Linked DNA regions of Mus musculus: all the other regions are linked to region 6. The links are chromatin contacts, called in public ChIA-PET, Hi-C, HiChIP or PLAC-seq, capture Hi-C and promoter capture Hi-C maps. All regions are on one chromosome and are shown on one strand. The core of a region is the stretch at or near the end of the contact, and the rest is flanking DNA. Distances in the headings are between cores, read along the strand shown.

Region 1 (3,464 bases), core at 723-3,222, 730 kb after region 6:
GCTATCGCCCCCAAGCTCCTAAAAGCGGAGGAAAGAAAAAAAACCTTAATACTTAAAAGAAAATTCTTTTTAAAAAAAATATTTAAGCCGGGTGATTAAAGGCACACGCCTTTAATCCCAGCACAGAGAAACCTTGTCTCAAAAAAAAAAAAAAAAAGAAAAAAAACCAAGGGGGCTGGTGAGATGGCTCAGTGGGTAAGAGCACCCAACTGCTCTTCTGAAGGTCCGAAGTTCAAATCCCAGCAACCACATGGTGGCTCACAACCATCTGTAATGAGATCTGATGCCCTCTTCTGGTGCATCTGAAGACAGCTACAGTGTACTTACATATAATAAATAAATAAGAAATCTTAAAAAAACAAAAAACAAATTTTTATTTATTTTATGAGTGCACTGTATCTGTCTTCAGACATACCAGAAGAGGGCATCAGATCCCATTACAGATGGTTGTAAGTCATCATGTGGTTGCTGGGAATTGAACTCAGGACTTTTTTTTTTTTTTTGAGACAGGGTTTCTCTGTGTAGCCCTGGCTGTCCTGGAACTCACTCTGTAGACCAGGCTGGCCTCGAACTCAGAAATCTGCCTGCCTCTGCCTCCCAAGTGCTGGGACTAAAGGCATGCGCCACCATGTCCAGCTAACTCAGGACCTTTTGAATAGCAGTCAGTGCTCTTAGCCACTGAGCCACTGAGCCATCTTTCCAGCCCCCTTAAAGAAAATTCGTTTCAGACGCCTTTCAAGTAAGAGTAGTGACTCATACACAGTGTAATCCCTGAACTTGGGAGGCAGAGTCAGAATTGCCCCAAGAATTCCAGGCTAACCTGGTCTACAGAGCGGTCTTGTCAATAAATAAACAAATACATAAATAAAATAAAAATCCAGGAGCGTTGGTACATACTTTTAATCTCAATTACAAAACTCAGATGGCAGAGGCAGGAAGACAAGAGTTCAAAGCTATCCTTGTCTACAGTGTCCTGGAGGTCAGCTGGCTACATGAGGTTGCCTCAAAAGAAGAGCTTTCCAAACTTCAATCAACTGTCCATAATGTACCTACCAAGCTAGGTATGTCCTTAGGAGGTGATGACCTCAGTGGACCATAAGCAAGTCCCTGTGCTGATCCCAGCATCGCAAAACAAACAAAATTCTGGACAGGTTTAGGAAGTTCCTTATTATGACGCTTTCTATTTTAAAGGCAATAATACTAAATACTTAAAATCCCCCAAAAGGTAAATCCCATTTTGTAAGCAACGTCTCACCGGATCTGCTCCATGGCTTCCCACGTCAGTGTTCTGGGTGGTGCACCTGGAGCCTCCATTTGCCTTCGTATTTTCTGGAATCGCATTGCTTTTTTCTGACGTTTCAAAGCGCTGGGGGAAAGAACCAATGGCAAAAGCCGAGCTTGGAAGCAAGACTAGTGTTTCAAAAAGCATCCAACTAAATCTTGGAGAGCTCAGCCCTCTCGTCTGACCGCATGTCTGCCAGGTTAAAGCACTCTGGGTGCACTGCCCCCAGAAACCTAACACCTACAGCACCTGAACGTAAGCATGCCGAACTCTCTAACGGGTGATGAAACACGTCACTAAGCAACGGGACCTAGGGTGTCAAGGGAGCTGATCACTTGCCCCTGTGCCCTAGACAACGGATGAGAAGAAACTAGAGCCTGTGCAGACGCGGCTGCCGGACGCCCGGAGCTGGGGGGGGGCGCATGGAACGCCGGGGCGCGAAGCCTAACTCCAGGCTGAGGGCTCGCCACGAAGCAGGTACCTCTCCACCTCCTGGAGCTCCCGCTCCTCCGGCTCCCAGTCGGAATCGGGGTCCGGCTCGCAGCTGACAGAACCCGGGCCCGCCATGACCTGGGACGCGAACCCACAGCGAGCGAGAGAGGTGCGGACACGACCGCCCAAAAAGAGGCTCAGAGAGAGCGCCATTGCGACGCGAGGTGGTATCTACAGCTCGCGACCGGAAAGCACCGGAAGTGGGAGGGCGAACCCGGAAGCAGAAAGGAATAACCGGAAGTTAGACGGTATCCTACGCTTTTCGTTTCCTGGGTGGGCGGGGGCTGTCCTTGTATTGTCCAGTTACCCACCCTTTCCTGCTGATTTTGGTTTTGTGGTGCTGGGGAGCCAAGCTAGGGCCTTGTACATGCTAGGCAAGCTACTGCCACTGAGCTATCTCCCTAGCCATTAAAAAGGAAAAAATGTTTGAAACGGTCTAAATTGTCCTAGCCTTAAATTCATCATCTTGTCTCAACTTCCTAAGTAATTGGAACTACAGGCCTTAGTCACCAGGCTGGGCTGGGCGTCCCTGCTGTAACTATGAGAAGAGCTTGCCTCAGACGGGAGGATCGAAAGGAGGTACAGCACGCGCCTGGAAAACGACATAAACTTTAATAAAAAGACGGGTTCAGTTGCCCAGAGCCGCCCCTCTGGCACAGGCTGCCCAGGCCTGCCTGATTCTGCCACTGTGGCAGGAAGGGCGTACCCTCAGCAATCTTCTGATGGCGACTACACCGTAGTCGCTTTTGACTCCTCCGGGAAAGGAATTCCTTGTTGCCCAGTGACCTCCAGCCCCAAGCCATACCCAGGGTTCAGACCCATCGCTTAGGGATAAACTCAGCCTAAGGCTTGGTGAGCAGCGATGCATACAAGCTGGCCTTAGCTCTTCATCTTTTAGTCTTTACCGATCCCCAAAGAATCTTAGAATGTTGAAGAACTCTTGGTGTCTCCGTGTTTTTTGCCTTTTGCAAACAAAGGTCCTGGCCAGAGCTTTTCAATCTGGAACTTGTTGGCAGTCTTTCAATTAGCAAAGATTGAAGACCATTTGCTGTTTTGGTTGAGTGCTGGGCTTTCCTTCTTTTACCTGTGTTGGATGATGTTGAGGAGTGGGCTGGAATGCTGCAGTACTGGTGCAGAGGCAGGGCATAGGGGAAGATCCCCAGCCTTGCTTCCTCTGTGTTCAGAGTTTACCATGGAGGGCAAGGTGCAGCATTCAGTCCATGAGCCATTTTCCTGTCTTTTGGGCTGCAGAAGATAGCCCTGCCTTGGGGTTAGAGTGGGTGGCACTGATCCTGACAGGGCTCTGTTTATGGCTTCTAGCCTTCTGCTGGCTTGGCCTTCTGCAGTAGAGACATGGACCCCCACTAAGTTGTAGTACCCACAAAAGAGATGTTCTCACCTCTTTCCCATCTGTGCTCCAGTAACACACAAGACTGGCATCCCATGCTTCCCTCTAGCATCTCTACCACACTGGATCTTAATTAGCCTGTTTACATGTCCATTTCCCTGTTAACCTTGGTTGAGGGCTGGAATTGGTCTGTCATCTCTATCACCAGGGTCACTAGATAGAAGCAAGTAAATAAACGGGTCCACTGCCTTCCCCCCATGCCTATACTACCAGGAATGCCACTTTGTATCCTAGGAGCAGCCCAGCTGTAACATTTGCTACTAGGAATTTACACCAGTCAAA
Region 2 (3,388 bases), core at 421-2,920, 620 kb after region 6:
TTTTATATCCCCCTTTTTTAAAAAAATTAAGTTTTTATTTATTTATATGAATACACTTTAGCTGTCTTCATGCACACTAGAAAAGGGTCTTGGATTCCATTACAGATGGTTGTGAGCCACCGTGTGGTTGCTGGAAATTGAACTGGGGACCTCTGGAAGAACAGCCAGTGCTCTAACCACTGAGCCACCTGTCCAGCTCCCCCACCCCTTTTTCCTGTTTCCGTAGCATGTAGGCTCTCTTCCTTCTTGGAGGCCACTGTAGTTACAAACTGCTTGATTCCTTCTCTCTCTCTCTCTCTCTCTCTCTCTCTCTCTCTCTCTCTCTCTCTCTCTCTCTCTGTGTGTGTGTGTGGTGTGTGTGTGTTTGCAGTCACTGTGGCACATATGTAGGAGATCAGAGGAGTCTTTCCTTCCACCACGTGGACTCTGAAGATCACACTCAGGTCATCAGGCTTGGTGGCATCTTTACCCACTGAGCCACCTCACTGGCTTCTGGGTTGCTATTATTTTTATTTTGAGACAGGGTCTCACCATGCTGCCCAGGCTGGCCTGGGACTCACCAAGATCTGCCTTATCTCTGTTTCTTGACTGCTGAGGACCTGGGTTCTGGGATGTTTTTATAAGGACAGGATAATCTGCTTTCTAAGGGCTCTGCCTTCATGAGCTAATCTTAATCTTATCAAAGCCCCACCTCCCGATATGGTCAAATCTGGGGACAGAACTTCAAGATGTGAACCTGGGGTTAGGGGTAGTCTACAACAGAGAGTAATATTTGTTTTGCTACGTAGTCCAGGCTAGTGTCCGTTTGCTGGGATCCTCTAGCCTCAACTTCCCAAGAGCTGGACTTTTAGTGGGCCAGCTCAGTTTCAGGCAGTAATTTTAGCAATCTTTTTTTCTTTTGAAACAGGATTGCAAATGTGTAGTCCAAGATAGCTTCGAATTTGTGTCAATCTGAGACAGGAGGATTTATAGGTGTGTGCCACTACGATCTAGCAAGCAATCTCCCCCCCCCCCCCCCCCAAGTAGCTATGGCTGTCCCGGAACTCAAAATGTAAAACAGACTGGCCTCGAATTCAGAGATCTCCCTGCCTCTGCCTTCCAGGTGCTGGGACTAAGCACGGGCTCCTACATCCATCCAAATATTAATCTTAAAAGGAAGAAAAGTGTGGAATTTGTGGAGATGTTCATTGCAGTATGGTATCTTACGCTGTAAATTGGAAACATGGATGCTCAATAAACCTTTAACCGGATGATATGCATTTCGCCCTTAGTGTCAGGAAACCCAGAGCCACCCGGAACTCACAAAACCTAGAGGGAGGCACTATTCCTTTGACTAAGAAACATCACTATTGAGCCAGGCAGGGAGGCCACGAAGCACCGCACGGTTTTGCCCTTTCTGCTCCTGCCTAAATCTTACTCTTGGAAGACCAAGAGAAAAAACAAAAACAAAAACAAAAAAAACAAAAACACAACAAGAAACAGTGGCGCGACCTTGCTGGGGTTCCGCCACTCCCGCCCTGCCGGGTCAACGGCTGCGCACAGCCGCCCCGCAGCCATAGCGGACCCCGGCACCGACCCAGCGGGAGGCGACCGAGTCGGGTGCCAGGGGGCGCTGCGGAACCCGGCGGGGGGCGAGGCAGCGGCGGGACCCGGCACTAGGGGACGCTGCGCGCGGTCCCCCGCGCCCCTCCTCCTGCCGGGCGCACCGCTCGGCCCCGTGGAGGCGGGAGCGCGGGAGCACAGGCGCGGGGCGAGCGCAGGGAGCGCGCAGCGGCCCTGGCCCCCGCGGGAGCGCGGCTGCGGGGCCGAGCAGGGGCGGTGGGTGGCCAGGCGTCCCTCTTAGCCTGCGCAACTGCCCGCGCGCGGGCCGCGGTCCCCCGGGATGCGAGCAGTGGCGGCTCGGCCGGCCGGGTCCCGAGCGGCGCGGAGGCCGGCCGCGTACGGTAACGGGCCAGGCGGGGCGTGGGCGAGGACTCCAGCCTGCAGGCCGCGAGCGTTGCGGCCCCCGGGTGCCGGTTGAGCCCCGAGGGCCGGAGGGGGGCTGGGCGGGCCGGAGGAGGGGGGTTACATCTCGGCAGGTAATTGCCCCACGGTGACCCAGCTCCTGCTCCCTAGCTCCGCCCTCTTTGGCCCGGACCCAATCTCCAGGGACTAAAAATATTGCCCGGAGGCTCCTGAGCGGAATCAGATCGCATTAAGTAGGACGCAGGCTGAGGTGACTGAGCTTTTCAGCACCAGGGCCCGAAGAGCAGACTCCAGAGAGCGGTCCCGCCCACGCGCGTTCAGCAGCTAGCGTCCTCCCTCCTCCGGCAGGCAAGTGGGGACTCGCGGGCGGTGGCGGCAGGCACTGTGGGTCGTCTCGAGTTGCCCCGTTTCGGAGCCGCTGTGCCTGGCTTCCGCTACCCTGGGGACTTTATCAGTCTCGCCGCTAGCTTCCTAAGAGTCCCTTTAAAGCACTCTGGAAGCCAGGACTGGAAGTTTTGCACAGCAGGAATCAGTACTGATGGGGACAATCCTAGAACTGGGTTGCGTTAGAAACATGGGCATTTCTTTTTCTCTTAAAAGAAATCCATTCTGTATTCTCTGAGATAGGATCTGGGCCAGGCACTGTTTCTGCTGAGTTCCAGTCAGCCCCAGGAGGTCACAGGGGAGGCAGGGTGTGAGTGTGTGTGTGTGGGGGGGTTGTCTGTCTCTCCAGCTGGTGATTGTACCCCTAAATCAAACAAAATAAAACCTCTTGTATTTATGTATACATCTGAAGGGAGGAAACACGTGGCTTGGGAGAGCCTTCTCAGAGTCCTGAGCAAGCTGTTTGCAATCAGTGGTTGTGTAATGAAGTGTGGGTCAGAGTTGGGGCTCTGTTATCCCTGTTTGTTTGTTTGTAATGTGTTACATTTATTTATGTGCATGTACGTCACAGAAAACATGCGGCAATCAGAGGACAATTTGTGGTAGTTGGTTTTCACCTTCCACCATATGAATCAAATGAATCGCTTTGGTTGTCAGGCTTGCCTGCAAGTGCCTCTTTACCTACTGCACCCCCACACTCCACATCCTGGTTTCTATAGCTTGGGCTGAGGGGAATCAGAACTCCTCTCCTACAGGACCAGCCCCAAATATATGTGCTACTTGTGTGTTGGGAGTCATAACCAAGATTTGGTACTTGAAAGCTTACTTGCTTTTTTACCCAGAGTCAAGCAAGTAGGTTGGTTCTCCTTGGGAGTCCACAGAGCGTTTGTTAGGAACACCAACAGAAGGGTTTTGCATGCCAGAACTACAGGTGGTGTCTCTCCTGCCAGGAACGTGCCTCCTGGGTCAGTATGAAGCTGAAAAAGCAGGTGACGGTGTGTGGGGCTGCTATCTTCTGTGTGGCCGTCTTTTCTCTGTA
Region 3 (3,633 bases), core at 441-2,940, 700 kb after region 6:
AGCTGCTCTGGCCTTGAACCTCCCACCTCTACCTCCCAAGACAGTGGGGGGGATAGATGTGCCCCTCACCCAGCTGTCTGGCTTTCCTATTTTGAAATAGGATCTCTTTATATTGCAGATGTCTGGAACTCCCTGTCTTGAACTCCTGAGATCTGTAGATTACAGGTGAGGGTAATCATATCCAAATATACTCTGAATACAAATTTCTATTCAGTGTAAGTTAGGATTTTACTAGTCTTCATAATGCACCATTAACCCCAGAAGGGCTTAATGAATAACGTCATTCAGATGGGAATATCTGAAATCCTTAGCCTTGTACTCAATTTCTTTTCACAATACTACTTGTCAGTTGTTTTCATTCTATTCCCAGACTCTTGAGGCCAAGTATCTGGGGGTAAAAAAAATGATCAAAATCTATAATCACAAAACCAAGATTCTTAGAAATTACAAAGCCTTGTCACCCAACTCGTTGCAGAAAATTATTTTATAAATTCGAAAACGGCATTCAGCCTTTTACTCAAAGAGTCAGTTCTGATTGGATTTCCAATCGGGCACTCCCAAGCAGTGCCCGGGAATTTTCTTTTTAATAGAGGATTCTTTTTATTTATTTTCATAGGTGCGTCGGTGTTTTTCCTAGATGTATGTCTGTATGTGAGGGTGTCAAAAATCACCTGGAACTGGAGTTAAAGACAGTTGTGAGCTGCCTTGTGAGTGCTGGGAAATTGAACCCACCTCCTCTGGGAGAGCAATCAGTGCTTTTAGCCGCTAAACCATCTCTCTAACCCCGCCTGGGAATCTTAAAACGACCGGAAAAGAATTCGAATTTGTTAACTTGCAAGGAAATAAAGCCTTTCTTTCTTTCTTTCTTTTTTTTTTTTTTTTTTTTTTTTTTTTTTTTTTTTTTGTGACAGGGTTTCTCTGTGTAACCCTGGCTGTCCTGGAACTCACTCTGTAGCCCTGGCTATCCTCGAACTCAGAAATCCGCCTGCCTCCGCCTCCCAAGTGGTGGGATTAAAGGCGTGTGCCACCACTGGCCGGCTCAAGCCGTCTTCCTAACTCAAGTAAAAACGCGGAACTGTAAGACACGAAGAAAAAACGATACATTTAAAACTTTAAGGTTAAAAAAACTTCAGGGCTTTTTGTACTGTCTCACTCCGTAGCCCAGGTTAGTCTTAAACTACATCTCCTAGGCTAAACTCGAATCGATTTTGTTCTAGCCTCCCGAGCAATGCGATTACAGACTATACTCAAGAGATGAGAAGCCCACACCATTACATGCTCAGCGTTTACACAGAGAAGAGGCCGAGTAGCCGCGACTTGCGGCGGCACCTGAGCTCGGCCGCCAGCTACGCCAGGCCTGAGACAAACCCACCCCGGCCTCGAGGAAGCGTGTCAACCCCGCGCTGTCCCCGCTGCTCGCCCCGCTAGTGGCCTCGGGCACAGATGCCCTCCGGAGCCGGCTTCGAGCGCCCCAGCCACAGACATCGGTGCCTGAAGACCGGCGAACCCAGCTTGTCGAACCTGGTACCAGACCCGCACCTCAGTAATGGGTCCCGCCCCTAAGAGACCCGCACCTTCTCCTCATGGTGGACGCTCCAAGCTGTCCAGAATCGAGACCCTCCACTTGCCACGCGCGGGACGGAGAACGGTAACCAGCCGCAGCAGACTTCACCCGGAGTCCGTCTCCACTCTCGAGCCGTTGGACCCCGCGGAATTCAAACCGAGCCAGAGGCGGTGCCAAATGACAATTGGTTACCGCGTCCGCCACTCACGGAGCCCCGCCCTCGTCCCGCCCCTCCTGCGAAGGGCTGCTGCCTAGGCCTGGGATACAGAGACCGCCTAGGGCGTGGGAAGCGCTTGCACGGGGAGCGTGCGGGCCTCAATATGCGCATGCGTGCACCTATGCCCGCCTCAAGGGTGGGGTGTAGGGGTGTGGCCGATGATGTCACCGGTACCCACTGAGTTGCTGCCGTTGGGTTTCAAATTTTTGTGCTTCCTGAGAAGTATTGGGTAGACTGCCAGAACAGCTCGACTTCTTGCTACTCTCCAATGTCCCAAGAGGAGCAGGGACTAGCAGGAAAGCTTAGAAGGAAAAAAAAACCAGGCTCTTGGTCCTGGTACCTTAGTGGACAAGTTTATCGCATTTAATCATTAGAACACACCTGTTAATAATGATCATCACTATCCTGAAGAAAAAGATTTGAGTAGCTTTTCCAGAACGTAGGCGGCAGAGACAGGACAGGGAAATAGTTTGGGCTACAGGAAAAAACTGACTTGCCCAATTTAGCTGTGAGCAAATGGTGATTTGGGCTTTGTTTTTCTTGCACATTATAAGATTTAGGTAAATCAGGAAAACTCCACAATTTGAACATGACATCAAAGTATTTGTGTAGCCGGGCGTGGTGGCGCACGCCTTTAATACCAGCACTTGGGAGGCAGAGGCAGGCGGATTTCTGAGTTCGAGGCCAGCCTGGTCCGCAAAGTGAGTTCCAGGACAGCCAGGGCTACACAGAGAAACCCTGTCTCGAAAAACCAAAACAAACAAACAAACAAACAAAAAACAAAAACAAAAAACAACCAAAGTATTTGTGTGTCCTTTTCTTCCCACTGACCCATAGCATCTGTATCCCATTTTCAATGATTTACTATTACCTAATACACTGCTATGGGAGTATCTCCTTTGCTACTCAGACTAAAATTTGTAATAAAGCTGAGATGAATTTCTTTTTTGCTACCTCCTCCAAAATGATTTGTAGAAGTGTAATTATTGAATTCTCCTTTGCGAAGAGGTACTTATTAACCTATCTTCTGCACCAAACTTTACCTGGAGTATCCTTGTTACCCACAGCACTGGTGATTAGCAATGCGCTTTTAAACCACTAGCTTCCATCTATAGGCCCAAAATAAAACAAAATCTAGTTTATACTGAATTATAACTAAAATTGTCTGCTTTTCTGTATTGGTCAACTGTACCATCTATAAGAGTCTCATTATTTGCTTCTCTTTTTTATGATAAATACATTTATTAAATTTGTGTGTGTATATGGGGTGGTCATGTGTGGAGAATAGAGGGCAACTTAAAAGATTCAGTTTTCTCCTCCCACTGCATGGGTCTAGGAAGTAGAATCCAAAGCTGTGATTCTCAAAATGTGGGTCTTGAGCCCTTTGGGGGGGGGGGGGTGTCAAATAGCCCTATCACAGGAGTAGAATAGCAGACATCCTACATAACAGATATTTGATTCATAACAGTAGTAAAATTACAACTATAAAGATATTTGTTTATTTGCCTGTTTATTTGTTGAGTGCTAGGGTTATCACACCCTAGCAAGCCAAGCGCTATCACACCCTGACACACCTGTTTTTTCTGAGACAAGGTGTCATTCTGTACACCAGGATGGCATGAAACTCATTGCATAGCCCAAGCTGGTCTTGAACTTGTCAGTCATCTTCCTGCCTCAGCCTCCCATGTGCTGGGATTATAGAAAGTCATTGAGTTTGTCATCAGAAAGATTTTTTTCTTACTTTTAGAAAACAAAACATAATATTTTATTTACTAGGCACAGTAATAGAAACCTGTAATTACAACATGTGAGAGGCAGGAGGATCATGATAACTTCGAGTCCAGCCTGGTTT
Region 4 (3,346 bases), core at 68-2,567, 650 kb after region 6:
GAAGAAACTGTTTTAGTGGAGCCCACAGTTAAGAGACTTTTAATTGTAAAAAGACTTTGGATTTTAAAAGAGATGGATATTTTAAAGAGATTGAAATTTTAAGAATATGTAAAGGCTGTGGGACTTTTAAAGTTATTTAGATCTTGGGGATGAATAAGATTGTAAGGGTTGAGGCTTACTAGTGATGTTTTTGTGTGTCAAGTTGACAAGGGGTCAATTGTACTGGCTAATTTTGTGTCAACTTGACACAGCTGGAGTTATCACGGAGAAAGGAGCTTCTGTTGAGGAAATGCCTCCATGAGATCCAACTTGCTTCTTGGTCATGATGTTTGTGCAGGAATAGAAACCCTGACTAAGACAGAGGTTTAGTCGGAGGTGTTACGACCACCCCTCCCCACTCTACCCCCCGACTTATTTCTGGGAATCTAACCAACCTGTATTTTCAGAAGCTGGCCATCCCCTCCCCCTCTCTCCTCAGAGCCAGTAGGAGAGCATACCTGTAGGGGTGCAGCGATTCAGGTCCCTCAGATTGTATAGCTTGTCTGCCAGCTTCACCAGTTTGGCCCCTGGGCTGCTGTGTGGTGCCTGCTCCACCTGTTGCCGCTTTCTTTCCAGTTTGGGCAGAGTCTTGTCATCTGTTACCTCCTCCACCAAGCGTCGAACCTGTGCTCCAAAGTGCAGCTCTACCTCATCCAGGGTAGTATCTGTGTCTTCTACTGTGTCATGGAGCAGGGCGGCCTGGGGATAGGTTACCATTCAGCCCAGTGACACTAACCTACTAGCCAAATAAATAGCACCCATTGTTCAACAGTACTCTGGTTTCCCGCACCAGCCTCCTGGCAGAGAAGGGTAGCCTTACCTGTAACACCACAATATCAGTGATTCCAGCCTCATGGGTTAGGATCCGGGCTACACCTGGCAGGGGCAAAGCAGAAGTCAGTCTAGAAGGAGCCAGATGTAGCACCTCACCAGCTGGATGACCTTGGAAAGTCCCTTACCCTCTTGGGATATCGACTGTACCAAGGGAGCACTCCTGCCTTCTACCCCAGGTGAGGCTTACACGCATAACGCATGAAAAGTGGTTGATACAACGCTTGGGACTCGAAGAAGGCGCTCAGTAATTTATATGCGCTTTGTGTTCCCGTCCCAGTTAGTCCCCACCCGCCACGGGCCGCGAGGGCTGCTTCCCAACTGGCGCGCCCACCGATGGGGTGATTAATGTAGGGAGTCCCTTCAGGATCTTTTCGTCGCTGCTGTCGGTGTTTGTGAGCGGCGAAGTCAGCAGCCTCCAGCAGCTGAGCTGCCTCCGAGCCCATTGCGCTGGTGGCGCGAGGGACTGAAGCTTCGGAGTCCGAACAAATCACCTATAGCGCCGCCTGGCGCTTCGGAGGCTCGGAGAACGGAACTATTTCTAACAAGCTGTAATTCATTCATCCCCCCTCCCCCAACGTGTGTGCGCGTGCGTGTGGATTATAGAGGCTATAAGTCTCCACCTTAGTTTTTGGAGACAAAGACTCTCCTTGAACCTGTAGCCCAGGTATTTAGCAAGACTAGCTACCGAACGAGTTTCAAGGAGTCTCCTGTCTCTGCCTCCACAGTACAACAGGCGTAGGTTGCCATCCCCAGCTTTTTTACCTGGCTATTGCAATAATCTGAAAGAATGCAAGTCCTTATTCTTGTGCAGCAAGCACTTTACCCACTGAACCATCATCCCATTCTCAACGGAGGTTCTTTAAAGACCGAGATCCTGGATATAGAAGTTTTCAACAATCACAGCGGCTGGTGCAGCGTTCTCCCCACCATGCCCCAGGACGTAGTAGAACTAACAGTCTTTGCAGAAAAGGGAGACAAAACCAAAAGTGATAGTTTCACAGAGTGCTGGGTACAGAGCTGGAAGGCACGGGTGGCCGTGGGATCGTGGGGGGAAAGCCCATTTTATCTAGCCTGGGAGGCAGAGACAGCGTCTTCCACGAGAAAAAGGCCATCTACAGCCTGGCACAACACCCAGACCGTTTTCAACGTGCTCCAAACATCGCTCTCCTCACAGGGTCAGTCTCTGTTATCTTGGGCATCTGAACCTAACATCTTGGCCCTAGAGATGCTAGGATTTGACCTGGAGAGTTGGATCTTGCTTAATTGCTTCAGATGTGGGCTCCTGGGACACAACACTGTTTCTACAGAAACCGTTTGCATTCATCTCTTGAATCATGAGGGAGCCTGCTTCAGTCCCCAGACCTCTGCTCTGGGCCCTTGAGGTAGTGAGTCTTGTCCCCGCGGTTTCAGGAGCATAGTGTTGCCTAGCTTGGGTAGGCACTGGAACAATCCTTCTCTCTTTACCGGCCATCGAGCTTTGGATCTTCTGGAGAAATCCCGTCTTGGCGTTGGCAGCTCTGAAGTATGAGGGATAAGCAAGACCTTGGCATCTCCCCAAAGGGTTCTGAGAAGTGGAGACAGCCAGCTGCTAAGTGTATTCCACCAGGCAGGTAGCTTTTGTGTCTGGGCTGGCAGCTGGGGAGATAAGGCTCAGGGGAAAGCCTAATGACTGGACTCTCTGACAGGCTTGGTGGTTGCCATGGCGCTGCAGTTACAGAGGGATGCCCCACAGGCTGAACAGAGGTCTCTGGGGTCTAAAATGGAATAATCCATATCCCCCAAGGTGTCCGTGCAGCCTAGAAATTGAGGAATGGGTAGATAGAAACACAGTTGGCTTCACACGCTCATTTCATTTCTTTCTTTCTTCTTTCCTTTCTTTCTTTCTTTCTTCCTTTTTGACAATGGCTCAACTTTTTCTCTCCTGGCATTCCTTTCCTCCCTTCTGCTTAGGAAATCATAGGCAGTTTAGAGCCAAAGGCCTCACATTTCCCAGCAGATGATAGGACCCAATCACTCTCATCTCTCCACAAGCTTATAATAGAGGAGTTTTCACCCCTGCAAATCTTGGGACTTTAATTTCAGCTTCCTTCTTGTCTGTAGCCAGGGCTTAGAACCCCTGTTGGATTCCTAGGACTACGACTGAGGTGGAGGCGACTTCTTATGGGCCTCCAGGGGAGAGGTCCAGGGCTCCTGCTGACAGGCCTGTGTGGGGGACTGCTTTTCAGTTGGATGAATCTTGCCCAGCCAACCGACCTCTCAGGTATAATACTTTCCCTATCCTCTGAGGGTGACTTGGGGTACGGGAGATCTGATGGTGAGGGGTGGAGAGAGCCTCCTCTTCTCTTCTCTTTGGGACTTGGACCCCATTTTGCACTTTGAGCAGGGTGAAGGGGATGTGGGTAACCTCCCTTCTCTATAGACGTCTTGCTTCTCTCCAGCCCTGGCTCACCACCCCCATTTGTGCCAGACTACA
Region 5 (3,591 bases), core at 830-3,329, 670 kb after region 6:
ATTGCTAGGGGAGCACCTGAGCTCAGGGCTCAGCCACCCGGGATAGGGCGGCACCTATGGATATGGAGACTCTGGTCATACGTGTCCTTCCACCTTCACCCCGCAGGCAGAAGATCCTGAAGGAGAAGGCTGTGCCCATGATTGAGGGCTACATGTTTGAGGAGCATGAGATGATCCGCCGCGCAGCTACCGAGTGCATGTGTAACTTAGCCATGAGCAAAGAGGTGAGCGTTGGTCTGGCCGGTCGCCATGACTGACAGGTGCCGGGGTTGGTCCGGTGGTTGCCATGACAGGTACCAGCAGCCCTGCCCTTCGGCTAGGCTTTGAACCCCGGTAGCATGGTCCTTGCCTCCATCTGTCCCAGGTGCAAGATCTCTTCGAGGCCCAGGGCAATGACCGGCTGAAGCTGCTGGTGCTGTACAGCGGCGAGGATGATGAGCTGCTGCGGAGGGCGGCTGCTGGGGGCCTGGCCATGCTCACCTCCATGCGGCCCGCACTCTGCAGTCGTATCCCTCAAGTGGTGAGTACCTGGTCTGGGCGGGGGAGGCTGAAGGAGCTAGCAGTTCCCTACATGGTGGTATGGCTGTTGTGTCGGGGAGTTCCTAGAGCGTAGATGTGGTTTCTGCCAGTCTTCACATCCGCCCGTTTCCTACAGACCACACACTGGCTGGAGATCTTGCAGGCCCTGCTCCTCAGCCCCAACCAGGAGCTGCAGCACCGGGGCACCGTGGTGGTGCTGAACATGATGCAGTCTTCGAAGGAGATCGCCGGCACCCTGATGGAGAGTGAGGTCCTGGAGATCCTGTCAGTGTTGGCCAAGGGCGAGGAGAGCCCAGTCACCAGGGCTGCCGCAGCCTGCCTGGAGAAAGCAGTGGAATATAGACTCATCCAACCCAACCAGGACGGAGAGTGACGATCGGCCCGGGGCCCACAGCTCACGCATCTGTCACCCTTCACAGCTCTGAGTCAGCACTGGGATGCTCGATACTTGCCTCGCCTCCACAGCTGCCACAGTTGCACTTTGGTGTTCTCAGGACACACAGCATACAGCCCTGCCCTGCCAGCACTCAGGAGGGCCCTGTCTGTACTGTAGAGAGCTGAGGCTGGGGGACGTACATCCCATTCAAGCCTGAGGATTATGGGCATCAAGAAGGAAGGACACAACAGCATCCTCACATGCTGGGAGCATCATCAGAGCCTGCCAGCAGGCTCACCCCGCTAATAAATTCTGTGGAACTAAAGCATCTGTTTGTTGTTGTAGGCGGGGCTGCTGAGGGTGGGACACTCAGGAGCAACAGCTGGACATCAGCAAAGTGTGCTGTAGAGCGCTGTTGCTGTAACAGAAGGAAGCCAGTGGGCCCATGGAGAACCTTTGTAGACAAGGCCTTAATATGGGTAGGACAGGCTGGCTTCAAACTGATAATCCTTTCTCAACCGTTAAGAGTTGTAGGAATTACAAGTGCCAACACCCACGCTGGTTTCTTTCTAAATCCTGGTGAGTTAGCCTAAAGCTTAGGAAGCTGATCAAATTTCAGTGTCTTTTTTTTTTTTTTTTTTTTTGTTTGTTTGTTTGGTTGGTTTTTTCTTTTTCTTTCTTTCTTTTTTTTTTTTTTTTTGGTTTTTTTTCGAGACAGGGTTTCTCTGTATAGCCCTGGCTGTCCTGGAGCTCACTTTGTAGACCAGGCTGGCCTCGAACTCAGAAATCCGCCTGCCTGTGCCTCCCGAATGCTGGGATTAAAGGCGTGCGCCACCACTGCCCAGCTTTTTTTTTTTTTTTTTTTTTCAGTGTCGTTTTTTTATGCTGGTCCTTGGATACATTTGTCATGATATTGTGAGTTTTCTGTGATCTCTACCCAGTCTGTGTTTGGAATTTGGGGTCAGTGTGCGCTTCCCTCGGGGAAAATACATTTTTCTGTAACTCTGCCAGGTTGAAGGAGAAACAGGACTCAAATAGATTCCCTATATGGCTAGGAACACCGGTTTCTTAGAGGCTGGAGTCCAGGCTTGGCACTCATTGGCTCAGTACAAGTAAGTGACAGAGCCTGGGCCAATCAGTGAAGGCACTAGTACTACAGCTTCCTGTTTGGCCCTCAGTCCTGCGCTTGTTCAGTAGTGAACGACCTCCTTCCTTGTTCAAAGGGAATGGAGGGTGTCAGGGCTTGGTCTTCGCCCGCCGTTTCCCTCGGATCGTCAAGAGTATCCATTCATTCAGTGGTTCCAACCGCGTCCACTGCTGTTGGCGCGCACAGGAGACTTCAGCCTACTGCCTGGTGGCAGGTAACCCGGCGCATGTGTGCCGGTCAGGCGCGCCCCAGTGGTGACGTCACCGCTCGTGCCTGCGATTGGCTCCGAAAAGCTGGCGCACCGAATGACCGCGTTGCTTGGCGCGGAGGCCCTTAAAAAGTGCTTTACTCCGCCGGCCATCTGTTCCCCGAGCCATACATTACTATGCGCTGCTCACTTTCAAGGTTTCCTGCTTAAAGGGCTTTCCTGATGAGTTGAGGGTACAGGCTAATGGGAAGATGAAAGATTCCTTTGGTTGGGGATCCAGGAGCTGTAGTCTCAGATCTGACTTAAGAGGCTCGAGAGTGTCTGTAAAATTCTGATCCATTCGAGTGAAGTGGCGTTGCATTTTGAACCGCGCGACTGTCTCCCAATTTCAGCCTGAGCTCCCTGGGACCCATAGTCATCACATTAAGTCAAAGGAAAGGCGCAGCAAAGACTTCTTGAATAAACGACCGAGTAAGGTCCAGTGGAAATTGTCCAAATGCCTCTGAAACCCGGTAAGAGCCAATGGTCATTTTCGTCGTTAAATTCTACTGTGTAAACTAAGCTAGGACTGTTTACACTTAAATTTTGATTTGTATTTATTGCAAACAGTTCTGCTAGGTAGATACAAGCAGTGCTGTCCCCACTCGCCTTGTAAAACTGAAGTTGTGCAATAGGATCCAGGTGCACAGGCACGCCCACCTAGGTCCCAGGTGTTTATTCTTCTTGTTGGGACGAGGCTTATAAATCCATAGGACACGGCTCAGCTCCACACTTGCTGTGTGATTGGGAGTCTAGAGAAAAATGGAGTCAATTTGAATGGAGACTCGGGGTTAAAGTTCTCAAGGCTAAGAGACTGGAGCTGTGGGCCTCAGATCCTAGTGTTGTATCTGATCTCCCACGTACATGCCTCACAGTTCCCTTGTGGTAATAGAAATAAGTTCTGGGTTGCAAAGAAAGAGACCACTGTTAAGGCCTAGATGGAAGGTTAAGGCCTAGGTAACCGTTACCTGGACAGCCTGCCATTATAAAGAAACTTTCTCATGTTTGTGCTGTTCCTAAGGAACTTTCTAATGCTAAGATTGATTATATAGTTATGTTCTGTGCCCTTGAAACCAATCACGATAGAAGTCAGTAGAACGACTTTGTATAGTTACCCTTGGACCCGAAACAACCACCCTGCAGCACTTTCTGCACCTGTGTATAAGCTTTTATAGTGTAAGCTGCCCCTGGGATGGGCCCCAAGGTAAGAGAGTCACCTGAGCCAATATAAGGAACTATTTGGAATAAGACTTTCATTTTGGCTGGGCAGTGGTGGTGCAC
Region 6 (3,238 bases), core at 649-3,148:
ACACACACACAGAGAGAGAGAGAGAGAGAGAGAGAGAGAGAGAGAGCTGGCTCACACATAGAGCCCTTCTTAGGGCCTCTGCCATTGTAATATTAACTAAATCCTCACTGAGCCTAAGAGTGATGGTTATCCCAGCATTCAAGAGGCTGAGGCAGGAAGATCTAGATAGGCCAGTCAGGAAGACATAGTTAAACTGTATATACAAAGAATAAAACAAAAAACTGCCACCTCCCTTTGCCTCAGATTCAACTCTCTTTCTTTTCCTCTTCCCTGTTAGTATCTGGTTCTTTGTAACACACTCCGTGTTTACTAGACCCTGTCCTTACTGTCTTCCCACATGTTAGAAGGAAAGCTGTACAAGGACAGTTAGTTTTCATTGCTCGCCACATGGAAAACATGTATTTGTTGACAAATATTTTCTTATTTCTGGACTTTGTCTCTAGGTCAAGATCTCCCACACTAAAGTGGAGGTATCTTTCTGGTTGACACAGTATCTCCAAAACCTAGTTCTGTCATGGCGCATACTACAAATACTCAGAAAAAAAAATGTTTTCAGTTAGGCATGGTTGCCTGAAGTCCCAACTACGGGGGAGGTTTAAGACCGGAGCTTGGTGGCCAACCTGGTTAAAAGTGGAGATGGGGGGAGGGGTAATGAACCAAAGCCATCTTCAGTGGAGCTGTAGAAATGGTCCAAAAAAAAAAAAAAAAAAAAAAAAGCACCAGGCTCCTTTCTCTTTCCCACTGTAATGTACCTGTCAGTTTAGCAAATAGACTTCTGAAGTCCCACTCAGCACCCATCAGGCCAAGCACATTGTGTGCTCAGCCGGTGTACACCTGACACAATCACACTCTAGCTCCTACACGAGCACAGGCCACGGGCAAACCCTGGTCCAAACCCATTTTACCCACCCGAATCCCACTCTCCTAAAGCAGAAACTATCTAGGCTTGTCCTGGCTACAAAGCATGCTCCCTGGGTGGGCCTGTAGGTTGTTTCAACCCTGGACTTTTAATGTCACCTCTGGTCTGCTCGTAAAAATAGTTAAAAAAAAAAAAAAATACCTGACCACCTCCAATAATCTTAGGTTCTCAAGAGCAGGCATACCTAAGGTCATACGGACCCCTCCCCCTCACAAAAGCTGCTTCAAGGCCAGGAGGCCATCTGTCCAGCAGACGCTCTCCTGTCCTCCCCCTCCCCGGGTCACACGGAGCCTTTCCCCACTAGCCCCTCGGTTGGCAGGAAGAGACCCCGCAGAGAAATCAGTTCAAGCCTGATCAACAGGCCTGGTCACCCCCCCCTAAGCACCCCAACTCTGGAGGAGGAAGACTTGTCTGCCCCGGGAGAAGGAACCCCCGGGGTCAGAACTTGGGCGAGGCTGAGGGGGAGACTGAGGGGCGCCGAGGAGGGCCGATGTTCTAAGTGTCTGCCCAGTGACGGCGCCAGGTCCTCGCGCGGCGGGGACCGTGGAGCTGACAGGGCGTCCCAGCCTGGTGAAGTGCACCGTTATCCCTGCCTGGGCCGGGGGCTCGGCGGGCGGCCGCCTGTCGCGCGCGGGACGACAGCGGAGTGCCCGGGCCGCCCCGATCGGCGGGCGGCGGCGGCGGAAGGGGTCCGGGCCGGGGGCGGGGTAGGGTGGTGGCCAGGGCCCGCCTGGCGGCGATCGGGGGAAGTGGCTGCCGCCTGGGGCGGCGGGCAGGGTCCACCAGGCTGCAGGGCCGGGCCGCGGCGCGGGCAGAGCCCGCTCCTCTCAGACTCCCCTGCCCGAGCTGGAGCGGCCCGGATGGTGGCCTCGCCCCGTCCAGGCGGCGGGGGGCGCTTACCTGGCGGCGGCGGCGGCGGCGGCAGCGACAGGCCCCGGGCTCGGCCGCGCGCGTCCCCAGCGCCGGCTGCGGGAGCCACAACATGGCGACGGCGGTGGCGGGCGGGGCTGCGGCTCCGGGGGCGGAGCGGGGGCGGGAGCCGGGCTGGCGGCGGGACCTGGCTGAGGCCGCGGGTGGGAAGGGCGGGCGGAAGGCGACTCGGGCCTGGGCACCGGCCAGGGCGGTGCGGCTATAGAGCTGCCCCGGCCCGGCCCGGCCCGGCCTGGCCTGGCCCGGCCCCGCGCCTTCCGCCTCCCTCCCGCCTCAGGCTGGTGCGACCCTGGCTACGCTGACTCCGGGGAGGGGCGGGGCGAGGACGGCGCAGGCAGGACCGGGACTCCGACCTGGGCTGGCTCCCGCCGCCCTTGGCGCGGCCTCTCCCGGCCACCTGGGCCCGGGAAGCTCGGACGCGCCTCTGAGGCCTCGGTGCGGCCCAGGCCGCCTGCCGGAGGGACGCGTTGTACCTTCGCGGCTATGGGCCGACCGGACGCCGAGCGCCTCAAGAGCTCGGAAGAAGTCGTCTTCGCGGAGAGCTGGGCGAGTCGGGCCTAGGCAGCACTGCTAAGTGAAAGGAAGCAGGAGGGCAGTGGGCCTGGGCACTCAGGTGCGCCTTAAATGGCTACTCGTCGCAGGATGGAAGGACATGCTTGCGGGCGCGGGGCGCTCAGACGTGTTACCTCTGGGGGAGCCAAGGGACGCTCGGAGAGTGGAATGGAGGTGGAGGGGTTGGGGTGGAGGGAGCTGATAACCTCTCAGGGTGGACTGGCAATTCGCAGGCTCACCAGGGAGGCTGTGACTCCAGGGCAAGAACTCGGAGAGGCGGCCGACAAAAAAATTACCAAGTTGACCCGCAGGACTTTCCAAGAACCTGGAGTCCCTTGGGGACGCGATAGTAAGGCAGCAGGGTCGGACGGTGGGAACTGGCAGGCCAGTTCTGGTGCCAGGCAGGATTGCTAAGCATGAGCAAATTCCTCCCGAAGAAACCAGGAAAAAGCCCACACTTGGCAAAAGGGCCAGAGCTGACATTCAGCTGAGTCTGCTGTGTGCCAGGACCCGACAGAACCCAACACCTGCATGAGGAGTGCGGTAGTGATGAAGGAGTGAAGGCAGTTACGAGAAATTATTCTTTCCAGAAGTTTGGCAGGGAGAGGAAGGGAAAACTAGCCTCCATCTTAAGAAGGAGTAAAAAGAAAGGTTTGTTTCATTTGTTCCAGTTTGAGAGAGAGCGAGAGCTCAAGGAGCCAAAGACAGAGTCATTTATAGTTTATATCCCAGAAAGATGGGAAATGGGGAAGAGGAAGTCCAAGGAAAAGGCGTGTTGTCCAACAAGATTCGAAAGATGAATAAAGATAGAAATATTTGTCCCGTGCGGTAGTGCAT
Region 7 (3,310 bases), core at 364-2,863, 610 kb after region 6:
TTCTAACACTGTGCCCTGGTGGAGAAAGCATTGGCCTATGATGCCCCCCAAACCCCCTCTTCTGATGTGCCTTTTGCACCCTTCCCATTAGGACAATCAGTCCCCTCCCACTTGGGCTCCCCCCCCCCCATTTTCTTTTCCTTAGCCCTTCTCAGTACCCAGCCTACCTGTCCAGGGGTGCCCCTTGCTCTCCTGCCCACCCCTCACGGCCATCCAGGCTGGTTTTGTAAGATGCTGGGTTGGTGCACAGTGATTTTTTTTTTCCTTGTAATTTAAACAGGCCTGGCATTGTTGGTTCTATTTAATGGACACGAGATAATGTTAGAGGTTTTAAAGTGATTAAACGTGCAGACTATGCAAACCAAGCCCGGTCTCCAGTGTCTATAGCTCTTCTCGGGACCCTTAGCTGTTTGACTGGGGAAGGGTGGGAACTAGGGGCCAGTTTGGCTTAAGTCAGAAGGCTTAAATGCCTCTAAGAGGTCTAGGGCTTCCACTGCTGAGGTCTGAGGGGATCCTGAGTGAACCCAGATCTGTGTGCTCCTTGGTTTTATCATGACATAAGCTAGTGTCACCTGGGAAGAGAAGCTTCAGTTGAGAAGTTGCCTCCATTGGATTGGCCTGTGGGCAAGTCGGTGGAGCATTTTGATACTGGCTGATGTGGAAAGGCCCGGTGTACTGGGGGTGTCTACCTTCCCATACAAAGATCCTGGGGTGCCTGTGAAAGCAAGTGGCCAGCGAGCAGTGTCCTCCGTGGTTCCTGTTTCAGCTCCAGCCCTGACTTCCCTTGGTGGTGGACTCTAATCCTTAAATCAGACAATCTCTCTCTCCAGGCTGCTTTCAGTTCTGGTGTTTATCACAGCTAGCCGAGCTCACCTTTAATCTCAGCATTTGGGAGGCAGAGGCAGGGCATCTCTTCATCTGAGGCCAGCCTGATCTACATAGCAAGTTCTAGGACTACACAGAGAGACCCTTTCTCAAAATAAAAGAAAAAACAAAACAAACAAACAAAAAAAACCCCAGCAAACCAGGATTGAATGGCTGGGGGAACCTGAGTCCCTCATGGGGAAATAATTTCTCCTCAGTTCTATACCCCACGCTGGCCCAGGCTGCCACTGAGACTCAACGCCCTGCCTGAGAGAAAGGGTGCTACCGGAACCCGGGCCCGAGAAGCAGGCCTCTGCTTAGGATTTTGACTTGGAGATTTTATATGCAAATAGTGGCTGGCGCCTGAGGTCTCCTTAGGGAATCCAGAGGAGGGACAGGATTAGGCTTCCTTCCTCTATGTCCCCCTGGCACCCTAGCACGCTGTCAGGATTCACATTAGTCCACACACCCTGGGTGCCCCGGGGGTCCCAACACCCTGCCTGAGGCCTCACCTTGAGTCCATCCCCACTGCATTTTGGGTTCCTTCCCCCGCGTTCGCGGGACCCTGGAGAGTGCCTGGTTCACAGGCCACTCTTCGCATGGCCATTCTTTGCCGGCCTCCTCCTCCCTTCCGTTTCCGTGGCTGAGCTGTCGCTGTAGGCTGTGGCCCAGGGCACGCAGAGTGGGGAGCAGGATGGGGGGGTGGGCTGTGCTCTCTCTTCCCTATAGTGGACCCGCCCCGCGGCCTAGGGCAACTGAAACCACGGAGGAGGAAGCAGGAATCAGGAACTGGCCCGGCAGATTCTGGGCCTTAGTCGGTCCACCGCCACCTACCCCAGGAGCAGCTGCCCGAGAAAGGTAACTCCACCTTCGAGATCCAGGAGTTTATGTGGAACACGGGCAGGGCTGGGCACCGGAAAGGGGCCAGGCGGGTGTTCTGGGAACCTGAAACCTGATGGGGGTGGGGCTAGGATCTTGGGAAGAGCAGGAAAGCCCAGTGATAGGGTTTTTTTTCGGTGGCTCCCGGAGGCCGCAGTCCAGCACTGTTGAAGGCCCTGGGCAGGGCAGGAGTCGGTAACACCCAGGAATGGTGTGGGGGAAGGGTCCTGTTAGGGACCTCCAGTCTGGTTCCTGGAAACAGGACCACTGGCTCTGAAATCTAGTCTAGTACATCGGAAGCAGAAGGGCCAGCCCCAGTCCAGGCTGCTCTCTGCACCTCTTGGTATTTTTTTTTTTTTTCTAAGCAGAACCCCACCCATGTCCCGCCCGCAGCCCTCTTCGACCGTAGCCTCATCTTCCATCACCAGCCGCTTCTTTTGTCTCCACTGAATGACCCGGTTTCTGTCCCCAGGACACCATTATGGGCTTCTCTTCAGAGCTGTGCAGCCCCCAGGGCCACGGGGCAGTGCAGCAGATGCAGGAAGCTGAGCTGCGCTTATTGGAGGGCATGAGGAAGTGGATGGCCCAGAGGGTCAAGAGTGACCGGGAATATGCAGGATTGCTTCACCACATGTCCTTGCAGGACAGCGGAGGCCAGAGCTGGAGCAGCGGCCCCGACAGCCCTGTCAGCCAGGTGAGCTTCCGTGAGCTCTCCCATTCACTTGCCCTCATCACCTCCCCGCTTAGAGGTGGGGTTGGAAAGGATGCAAACCCAGGCTTGCGGGCCATTGCCCTGTTCTTCCCATTTCCCTATCCCACAATGTGCTGTAGTCCTGGGCAGAGATAACAAGCCAGACCGAGAACTTGAGCCGGGTGCTGCGGCAGCATGCAGAAGATCTGAACTCGGGGCCCTTGAGCAAACTGAGCGTGCTGATCCGGGAGCGGCAGCACCTGAGAAAGACGTACAACGAGCAGTGGCAGCAGCTGCAGCAGGAGCTCACCAAGGTAGGCGGGCACCCAGAGGACGCTGTCGCAATAAGGTGCAGTTTTACACAAGAGTGCTTAGGGAAGCAGAAGTCACTGACCGCAGGCCCAGCTCCAGGATGGCCTGTGTGGCCTTGCCGCTGCAGCTTCCTCCTTTCCTCTCACAACTTTGGCTAACTTGCTACAGGGCCTGTTGAGCCACTGTGAGGGACTTGGGGGGGGGGGGCAAGTGTGCTTAGAGTGGACCCCGCCAGGGCCCCAGAGGCCGAATCCTGCCCTGGTCTGAGTCCCAGCAGCTCTTCAGCTACAGGCTGGGTTACAGGCAGCTGCTTTGTCTCTGGGTGCCTCTCTCCCCAATTCACTCACTGGTCAATCTCCCAGTACCACACCCCTCATTGCCACAGAGCTGGGTCCTACCATGGACCCACAGCGCCCTCTTGTGGTCCGCCTTCCCAGACTTTCCTAACTCAATTCTAGTTAAGGGTTTCATGCTCATTTGTCCTCCCATCGTTTGGGATCCTATGTTTCAGCGAAAGAATGGAGTAATTCCTGCAGAACTCTATGACCTACATGCTCGAAATAT

Evidence for each region. A called contact is a pair of places that touch in the nucleus more often than the background predicts. ChIA-PET counts read pairs in DNA pulled down with a chosen protein or histone mark. HiChIP or PLAC-seq counts read pairs in DNA pulled down with a chosen protein or histone mark. Capture Hi-C pulls out chosen DNA fragments and counts their contacts.
Region 1: an RNA polymerase II ChIA-PET map of memory CD8 T cells shows a contact between it and region 6, with 17 read pairs. The contact joins the promoter of Ngrn here to the promoter of Zfp592 in region 6. A contact is called at or near these places in 1 of 39 promoter capture datasets (liver), 1 of 115 datasets of contacts at active chromatin or transcription factors (memory CD8 T cells) and 1 of 9 other capture datasets (liver).
Region 2: a contact with region 6 is called in an H3K27ac HiChIP or PLAC-seq map of cardiomyocytes, with 4 times the contacts expected there. The contact joins the promoter of Man2a2 here to the promoter of Zfp592 in region 6. A contact is called at or near these places in 2 of 39 promoter capture datasets (hippocampal neurons and pre-B cells), 1 of 484 Hi-C or Micro-C datasets (CD8 T cells), 2 of 115 datasets of contacts at active chromatin or transcription factors (cardiomyocytes and microglia) and 1 of 9 other capture datasets (macrophages).
Region 3: a contact with region 6 is called in a capture Hi-C map of macrophages, with 3 times the contacts expected there. The contact joins the promoter of Prc1 here to the promoter of Zfp592 in region 6. A contact is called at or near these places in 1 of 39 promoter capture datasets (pre-B cells), 1 of 115 datasets of contacts at active chromatin or transcription factors (cardiomyocytes) and 3 of 9 other capture datasets (adipose tissue, macrophages and pancreatic islet).
Region 4: a contact with region 6 is called in a promoter capture Hi-C map of liver, with 3 times the contacts expected there. The contact joins the promoter of Hddc3 here to the promoter of Zfp592 in region 6. A contact is called at or near these places in 2 of 39 promoter capture datasets (the C10 cell line and liver), 1 of 484 Hi-C or Micro-C datasets (B cells) and 2 of 9 other capture datasets (liver and pancreatic islet).
Region 5: an RNA polymerase II ChIA-PET map of memory CD8 T cells shows a contact between it and region 6, with 19 read pairs. The contact joins the promoter of Rccd1 here to the promoter of Zfp592 in region 6. A contact is called at or near these places in 2 of 39 promoter capture datasets (the C10 cell line and liver) and 1 of 115 datasets of contacts at active chromatin or transcription factors (memory CD8 T cells).
Region 7: a Hi-C map of LSK cells shows a contact between it and region 6, with 2.9 times the contacts expected there. The contact joins the promoter of Fes here to the promoter of Zfp592 in region 6. A contact is called at or near these places in 4 of 39 promoter capture datasets (frontonasal cranial neural crest, hippocampal neurons, liver and 1 more), 3 of 484 Hi-C or Micro-C datasets (CD8 T cells, the HL-1 cell line and LSK cells) and 4 of 115 datasets of contacts at active chromatin or transcription factors (cardiomyocytes, embryonic stem cells, large pre-B cells and 1 more).

The regions. Positions count from the first base shown.
Region 1 is chr7:80,259,723-80,263,186 of GRCm38.p6, reverse strand. It overlaps Ngrn (neugrin, neurite outgrowth associated), which reads right to left and starts at 1,972. Exons shown (of 3, transcript NM_031375.4): 1 at 1,764-1,972; 2 at 1,256-1,366. The coding sequence starts at 1,927. Ttll13 (tubulin tyrosine ligase-like family, member 13) reads right to left here. Exons shown (of 15, transcript NM_177765.3): 15 at 2,366-2,858. The coding sequence ends at 2,662.
Region 2 is chr7:80,369,657-80,373,044 of GRCm38.p6, reverse strand. Man2a2 (mannosidase 2, alpha 2) reads left to right here and starts at 1,670. Exons shown (of 24, transcript NM_172903.4): 1 at 1,670-1,943; 2 at 2,116-2,313; 3 at 3,300-3,388. The coding sequence starts at 3,321.
Region 3 is chr7:80,292,533-80,296,165 of GRCm38.p6, reverse strand. It overlaps Prc1 (protein regulator of cytokinesis 1), which reads right to left and starts at 1,690. Exons shown (of 15, transcript NM_001374624.1): 1 at 1,575-1,690. The coding sequence starts at 1,585. It also overlaps a transcript of Rccd1 not described here.
Region 4 is chr7:80,341,108-80,344,453 of GRCm38.p6, reverse strand. Hddc3 (HD domain containing 3) reads right to left here and starts at 1,317. Exons shown (of 4, transcript NM_026812.2): 1 at 1,205-1,317; 2 at 860-915; 3 at 498-738. The coding sequence starts at 1,316.
Region 5 is chr7:80,322,942-80,326,532 of GRCm38.p6, reverse strand. It overlaps Rccd1 (RCC1 domain containing 1), which reads left to right and starts at 2,079. Exons shown (of 9, transcript NM_173445.4): 1 at 2,079-2,783. Unc45a (unc-45 myosin chaperone A) reads left to right here. Exons shown (of 20, transcript NM_133952.2): 18 at 107-224; 19 at 365-520; 20 at 656-1,241. The coding sequence ends at 913.
Region 6 is chr7:80,992,344-80,995,581 of GRCm38.p6, reverse strand. It overlaps Zfp592 (zinc finger protein 592), which reads right to left and starts at 1,898. Exons shown (of 10, transcript NM_178707.4): 1 at 1,820-1,898.
Region 7 is chr7:80,386,249-80,389,558 of GRCm38.p6, reverse strand. It overlaps Fes (feline sarcoma oncogene), which reads left to right and starts at 1,613. Exons shown (of 19, transcript NM_010194.2): 1 at 1,613-1,722; 2 at 2,216-2,437; 3 at 2,575-2,748. The coding sequence starts at 2,225. Furin (furin (paired basic amino acid cleaving enzyme)) reads left to right here. Exons shown (of 16, transcript NM_011046.3): 16 at 1-365.